2 separate regions of the Rattus norvegicus genome follow, and region 1 is linked to region 2. A link is a contact called in public Hi-C data. All regions are on one chromosome and are shown on one strand. Each heading gives the region's core, a stretch centred on a gene start, on an enhancer-like site or on the middle of the called end of the contact. The rest is flanking DNA. Distances are from core to core; before and after follow the strand shown.

Region 1 (3,578 bases), core at 379-2,878, 480 kb after region 2:
AAACTGTTCTTTATACAGGCGTCAGGTATCCCAACTGCCTGAACCCCAGCCTCTCCGATTACTGGAGCAGAGGAGATGGGACCACTAGAGGGCGCCGGAGCCCAGCCTCTGCCGATCTTACAGTACAACAGGGCCAGCAAGTTCAGTGTTCAGCATCCTGAACGCTCAGGATAATGCAAAAGCCGATAGAAATGAATGGTTGCCTTCTCTAGAGTGCTACTTTTTAAACACAGGGCCCAGGTCGGCGCTGTTCCAGATTTGAAGCTGAGCCCCTAAAGTGCGCCTGACAAATGAATGGACGCAAAGTGCTTGGCGGAATTGTTTAAGACACTCTCATGTCTGAAACATTTTCCTCTTGACCCCGGCCACCCTTCTTTAGTCCCTAGGTGGAGCCCCAGGCCCAAAGGTCCTGGCCACTTCTTCAAAAATATGATTCCCAGATTGCCCTGAGACAGAGGCAAGTCTCTTTTGTGCACTCCCTTGGGTGAACGTGATAACAGAATCCAAATCGCTAATTGGTTATGTGAGAAAGGCAATGGGAGTGTGGCCAACACTGTATGTGGCAGCAGAAGGTCCAAAGGACGCTGCTCCCAGCCTCTAGCCCTCCAGCTGCGGTCTGCCCCTTCCCCTGTGTCTCCCCACACCCAGGTTGGGGTTGTTTTGGTTGACCAGCGTGGAGTACAACGGTCTATCGGCAGGACTGAGCACCAGTGGGTATATTTGTAAAGACACCAATGACCACCTTCGGAAGCACTCACTCCTGGGCTTCCGAAGTTTTAGGGGTTTTAGGGAGCAGGGGTGTAGGGAACTCTTTCGTCCTTTTTGGAACACTGGACTTTCTTCAGGAAAGGCAGAAAACACTGAAGTTTAAGAACACCCATTAAAACCAGGTACTGAGCGTCACGACGTTTCGCGGGAGTGAGACTCTCAGTGATTTCTCCGTTTCCATTCTGCAGGGTGAGAGCTGTGTCACCTCCCTCCGCCACCCCCCCAGCGTCAGATACCGTTACAGAGGGGAGGTGGCAAAGAAAATTCACCGTACTATATCTGGAAGACCCGCTTGGTCTCTTTGCTGGGCAGCACAGCCCTACGTTAGAATGCATCTTCCCGGGGGTGACTGTAGTGAGACTTTGGCTGGGAGTCCAAGTTATTCTAACTGTAGGTTGCTCCGCGTTGCCCTTAAGCCTAGCTGTCGCCTGCGGCACAGACACCCTGGGAGAGAGGTGGGTCAGTTTGAGGTCCTGGCACCAAAGAAAGGGTTCTCTGGCAACTTTTTTGGGTGCGGCGCAACAGAACCTCGCGCCTGGAACACAGTTTCGCCTCTGGTCCTTACTTGACAGCTTTCGATTTCGACAGCCCCTTAGTTTCTCTATCTGCAGGATGGGAGCATTTGTAGTCCAAGGAGCCCGCCCAAGTTGGGGACTGGGAAGATCAAAGGCCTCGGCACCCAGCGGAGCCGGGGACGCCGAGGGCGCCAAGAAGGGGGTGGGTAGGTAGGGGACTGGAAGGGCGGCTGCTCCGCAGGGGATGCGCGTCAGAGACCCCAGCCACACTTCAGACACGCCCCTTGACGAGCCCCGCCCCGCCTGGTTTTCGGCTCTAAAGCGCCCAGCGCGCGCCTCTAGCTGCCGCACTTTCACTCTCCGTCCACCTCGGTGTCCTCTTGCTGCCCAGCTCTGCAGCCTCCGGCGCGCCCTCCCGCCCACGCCATGGACGCCAAGGTCGTCGCCGTGCTGGCCCTGGTGCTGGCCGCGCTCTGCATCAGTGACGGTGAGTGTAATCTGCGCCCGGTCCCGGGCAAGGCTCGCAGCTCTGTGCCGGAGCTCCTTCGGGTCCGCGGTTCCCCTGCCCGCGCGGGAGTCGCGGAGAAAGAAGTCGTTCCGCGCGGTTCACTGCAAGCGAACTTCAGGCAGCCCACTTTGCAGGGCGCACTCCTTACGGGTGCCCTTTCCCGTGTCCCACGGGTCACACCGAGGTTTTGTGCTCTGCGAAGCGCAGCTGCAGGACCTAGAGAGGGCTGCAGGCGAGGCCCTGCAGGATTGTTGGGCAAGTGTGGGGTCGGCGCGGAATGGAAGCTTGGGCGACGGTGTCCTGGGCTTGGGCCCCGGAGCGCGCCAGCTGCACTCAGCTAGTGTCCACCCGCGCCCAGATGTTCCAGAGGCGAAGGGCAGCGCGGTCCGGGAGTTGACCGTGCAGGAGATTCATTCGGGTGGTGCGTGTGCCAGCAAACTCTTAAAGTAGCTTGGTTTGGCTATAGGTTCGGTGGTGCAGTTGAGTTTCGTCCCCTCAGAGTGTAGCGAGTTCTCTTACAACACCCTCGGGGCCATGAGCAGCGCAGTGCAGCTCTAGAGCTTGCGCCACCAGCCAGGGCTGCGCTTCTGCACAGTTCGTTGGTCCGTAGCGACGCGGACCTGAGCACGCGTCTCTTCGCTGCGCCTTTTTCTTCTTACCGGGGTCACTAGACAAAGGCGCAGCAGTTACTCGAGCTATATGCACACCTCTCCCCAACCCCCAAACACACCTGCAAATGGGCGCTTTTGTAGCCAGCCCCGGAGCCCTCCGCTCTGGAATGAGAGCTGCAGCAGAGTTCAGTCTCCCAGACCCGGGGTGGTGTCTTCTTTCACTGGGAAAGGGCTTTCATTTTGTTTTCTTTTTTTGACACTGAAGAGAAAACTCTCAGCGCTGTTACAAGACACCGTTGCTGCAAAACAAAACAAACCATTGCCTCTGAACACAAAACAAAACCCTACCAGTCGGGCCCCTGCCTTCCTCCGCTGTGTTGTTTCCGAACTGAGGGGCGGTCGGAGCCCTTGGTGAGGCTGCGATCTAAATGCTGCCCCAAGTGCGCCAAAGCGTTGGTTTGGGTTCTTTCCCTGTGAACAACAGGCTACGGAAAGTAGTGGGACCTGCGTTTGTTTGGCTAAGTATGGTTGGAGAGGCTGGACTTGCCTAGTCCGAGGGAAATGTTCAGTAAAAATTTAGTAAATGTTCAGTAAAAGTTCAATAAAAGAATAGTTGCTGATCGGAGGAGTAAAAAAGACAAATGAAAGGCAATTTCGGTTTTTTTTTTCCCTCTGCTACTGAGAACACCTGGGAGGCTGCAACTTCCCACTGGCCCCCAGTGCCTCATCATGGAGCACATTGATTTGGGCATTAATAATTGAATGAGCTGGTGACGTTGCAAGGGTCACAGTCTCTGGCAAACTGTACTGCCTCCTGGGAAGTCAAGTATGAGGCAGGAATGTAGGAACTCGGGTCCTCAAGGCTGGAGTGCAATTGTCCCGAGTAATTGGGGTGTCTCACCCCCAGACATATTCTTACTCTAGGAAGCGTCGGACTCTTGACTTCTCTGCAACCAAGTGTCTGGATCAGACCTGTTCTCTAGGCAGGACTCCGTTGCATTGCCCAGATGAACTTTTTCTTTACCTCCTAGCGCCTGTGTGCCCTCCGGTCCTGCACAGCCCTCGAGTTGCAGCATGGCTAACCTTGTTGTGGTTCCTATGTTTCCCCATCAGCGGATCCAACTCAGCAGCTAGACATTAGGCACCCTAGGCTTCCTTGCTTAAACCCAGGACAGC
Region 2 (4,138 bases), core at 328-2,827:
CAGTCTACTCTCTCTTCGTTGTCATGGAACGTCTCCATGAGAACAGGGATACCAGGAGAACTTCTTCACGTGAATATGGCCTCAGTCCCACTCAAGGTGTGGTTCCCATGGTCAGCTAACAGTCATATCTAGTTTCAAACACCTCACTGCCCACAGAGAGAATAGTCTAAGGTTATCAAAACCACACACAGCTTCTTGATATGGCCCTGTAGTGTTTGCCTTAACAGTCAGGCCAAAAGCTGGAGTCTAGTGGGATCATTCAGGTGTAAGTGGGGAATTGCCGCCTGACTTAAGCATTGTTCAGTATCTCCCGTGCCTTTACCCAAGGCACTAACACCACCCTTGGAATGCACAGATGCGGGACCAGCAGCGCTCTGTGCCCTCTGTCCATCTCTCATGTATCAGATCTGAGTATACTGTTCCCTCTGAAACTCCTCTTCCTCCTGCTTCTGAGGGTAGATGATCAGAGGCTCTGAGGACTGAGAAACTCACTGCTGGTTCCTTCCCAGGGTTGTCCACCTTGCCTTCAGCTGCCGCTTTGTTGGTATCACCCCTAGAGTTCCCTGGTTCCTCACAGCCCGCCATTAGCTCGAGCATGGCAACTGGCAAAAGCCACACAGCAGCTCCTTACTCAGACCTGCAGTGCCCTGCCATTGCTTTGACATCTTCTGGGCCCCTGACCTGGACCATGCACATAGGCTCCCATTGTTCCCCGAGTGTGCCCAGCACATTGTCGTCATAGGGCCTTTGCATGTATGTACTGCTCCAGCGTTTTTAGATCTCTGCACCAATGTCACCTGTAGAGAAGATATTTCTGACAGTCTCACCTGTAGTAGCAGCTATGACGCTGCTCTACAGCCTTTCGGCACCCTTCCTTGCAGCCATCATGAGTACCGAGTCACTGCCCCTGCCCACTGCTGACTGGATCATCCTCCTCACTGGGAAACAGGCTTCCTAGGTGGCGATTTGTCTGCAGTATTTACAGTCGCTGCACATGTCTGGCCAACAATGGGTAAGCAAATTTCCTCTTGAAAGCATCGCATCTGAGGTGTTATGAGAGAAGCCAGACCAACGGTTGGGCTGCCCTGGTGCCTGTGTAAGGGAATGTCCTTCACCCTGCAAGGCTCATGTGTTATCACAGTCATAAGTGCAGGCCTGGGACTCAGCAAAAATTAGTACAAGGCTGGTGTGTCATGGGATCACAGGGGCTAGTGTCATCCATAGTAGAAAATACTGTGTTATACCAGACATTGGCGGAAGCCTGTGAGGGTCCTATGCTGTTCCCAGGCTCTCCCAGCAACCCCTAAGCTGGCTTTGGTTTCTATCCCTAGTGAAGCTGTCTAAGTCAAGGCGTGGTGGCCGCCCCACACCTCACCCTACGGTGTAAATATTTCCCAACCTCCTGCAGGCACATACACACATTCCAGGCTGGCATCTGGGCCAAGCCCCACCCTCTGTGCTTTCCTCTGAGAACCTTCTGAAGCGCTGCTATTTTGAGCTTTTCCTGACAGTGATTGATGACTGGAGGAACCGTTTAAAAGCAGCAGCGATTGTTGGATTTGCCAGACAGCGCAGGGGGAGAAACCATAGCACATCGTCTTGATTGTCCTCTCCCCAGTGACCAAGAGCTAGAGACCCGGCTGTGATTGTCCTTCTCTGGGTGCTGCCTTTGGATCAGACAATCTTTACTCTTCTAGACTTCCTGCCACCCTGACTGCTGACTTACAGGTAAGAAGAGCAGTTGCCCTTTGGTTTGATGCTTTTAAAACACGGGGACTAGTTAATCTCTGAGAGCACTTCCCATCCTGAGCTTCCACGGCCTGGCTACTGGATAGTGTGTGCTGTTGACCACTATAATAAGGTGTTTATCCAAGGATTTTGTGCTTACAGGAGAGCTGTAATGTCAAAGCTCTGATTCCAGGAATTCCCCATAATATCCCTGCCAGTGGGCTGTTTATAACCCTGCTTTTCAGACGGGTAATTAGAGGTTTAGAGAGGGGACACTGTGGAAGGTCTTAAATGGCAGAGATGAGTTTGAAACCAGGGTGTTCTCCGACCCCACATTAACAACCCCAGGTTCTCTTATCTGTTCATTCCTCGGTTTGAAAATTTTAATTAATTTTACTCTATAGGCATGGATATTTTGCCTACACTAAAGTATATGCACTACACACATACCAGTCAGATCCCCTGGAACTTGATTAAAGATGGTTTGAGCCACCATGTGTGTGCTAAGAACTGAACTCAGGTTCTCTGCAAGAATAGGTACTCTTAACTGCTGAGCCATCGCTCCAGCCCAAATTATCTGGGTATTCTTAAACCACACTAATGATGAAGTCTTAGTTAGCTGCTTATTTTGGTGTTAGTAGGAAGGATAAGTGGGGGTGGGGGTGGGGGTGGTGGGTGAGCCTTGGTCTCAGATTTCTGGGAACCCAAGCCCCATGTAGCTTCTATGATGAGGGGGAGTAAGTAGGAGGGTGTCAGGCATGGTGGACCCTCACCACTGGTTTTCTCTTGGACAATAGGTTGTTTTTGCTTTATTAGCAGCAATGAGGTCCCGCCTTCTGCTGCCTGTGCCCCATTTGCCAACGATTCGGGAAACTTCAGAGGAGCTATCGCATGGGGCACCTGGGCAGGAGCCTCCAGCCTCTCCCAGCCTGGATGACTATGTCAGGTGTATTTGTCAGCTGGCACAGCCTACCTCAGTGGTGGACAAGGCCACAGCCTGGAGCCCTCCCAACAGATCCTGCCGGCCAGCCTGGCCTAGAGAGAAGAGGCACCAGTCCGAGTCTCTAGAAGATAGTTCTCCTTGCTTCAGCAGCCTACAGCCCACACTGCCCGCTCCCGGCACTGACAACCCTCTGGACTGGCTCTTTGGAAAGTCACAGGAACAGCAGACAGATAGAAGAGATCTACCCAACAGGACCGGTTCTTCAGGTCACTGGGGTGTGCACAGACAGATGGGCAAGGACTCGGGGAGGCCTTCTGAGGCCAGGGTACCTGAGTACTCCCTGGGAAGAAAGCCAGGGCACAGGCACCAGACCTCCAACCTGAAAAGCTGGACTTCTAGAAAGCCCTGCCAGGCCTTAGCATCCGTCTCCAGCTCTCGCCCCAGCAGCATCCTAGGCACTCTCTATTTGCATCTCCCAGTGATTCATGAACTCTAACCCCTCCCCAGAAAAACTCATAAAGAACATGGAGGGTCCTGTGACCTCCCCAGCTTCTCTCTCCTGTGGTGGACACTTCCTGGTCTGCAGGGATTGGGCAATTAATTCCTGGGGAGACCCATTCTTTAAACGGTGATGACAGTCTAGCTCCCACAATGCAGCTTGACTGGTACTGTCTGTTTGTGACTGGCTGGCCCATGACCTTGAAGTGACTTAGTTTCTCTTCCTTAGTTTTATCACGGTTAAAGTGAGTGTAGGCGGAATGACTACCTCTCAGATTGCTCTAATAAGGAGATGCGGGCTGTACTCTGAGTGGCAAGAGTACACAGTTCAGGGTGGCTGCCATAGTCTCACAAGAAACCAAGGGCAAAGGGGCAAGGGAAGGGTCTCAGCCCCATAAGGCAGACTTTCAACTGTCCTAATGTTGTGACCTTTGAATACAGTTCCTCATGCTGTGTGATCCCCAACCATAAAATTATTTTTGTTGCTACTTCATAACTGTGATTTTGTGGCTGTGATGAATCATAATGTAAATCTTCATGCTTTCCAATGGTCTTAGGGGACTCCTGTGAAAGGGTCCTTCAACCCTGCAAGGGGCCATGACTCACAGGTTGAAAAACACTATCTTAAAGGCTTCCAAGGAAGGGCCTGGCTCTATGCTCTACCTTTAGACATATATTTCCAGAGGCCCAACAAAAGACATGAGGTGTCAGCAGATGTACTACTCTGTTTCATATGGACTGTTGCCTAGGTACCCAGGGAGCCTGTGCATTGCAGTATCAGAGAATTTCCATGCTTAGAGCCGAAACAGAATGCAGCCTGCAGTCTGGGCCTAGTGGCCTCATCTCTGCTTATCTATGTGCCCACCAGCTTCACCTAGGCCCAGTTACAGAAAGGAGCACAGCAGGCAATTGTCCAACCACCTTATTCTGGCTAAGTCTGGATGCCCTGAGGCTTTGGAAATCCAGACC

Evidence for each region. Hi-C and Micro-C count contacts between places; a contact is called where the count stands out from the background.
Region 1: a Hi-C map of frontal cortex shows a contact between it and region 2, with 2.6 times the contacts expected there. The contact joins the promoter of Cxcl12 here to the promoter of Depp1 in region 2.

Annotation. Positions count from the first base shown.
Region 1 is chr4:152,059,153-152,062,730 of GRCr8, forward strand. It overlaps Cxcl12 (C-X-C motif chemokine ligand 12), which reads left to right and starts at 1,629. Exons shown (of 3, transcript NM_022177.3): 1 at 1,629-1,770. The coding sequence starts at 1,710.
Region 2 is chr4:151,581,794-151,585,931 of GRCr8, forward strand. It overlaps Depp1 (DEPP autophagy regulator 1), which reads left to right and starts at 1,578. Exons shown (of 2, transcript NM_001024334.2): 1 at 1,578-1,728; 2 at 2,548-3,662. The coding sequence starts at 2,550. The coding sequence ends at 3,167. All of the region lies in intron 3 of Rassf4 (Ras association domain family member 4), which reads right to left.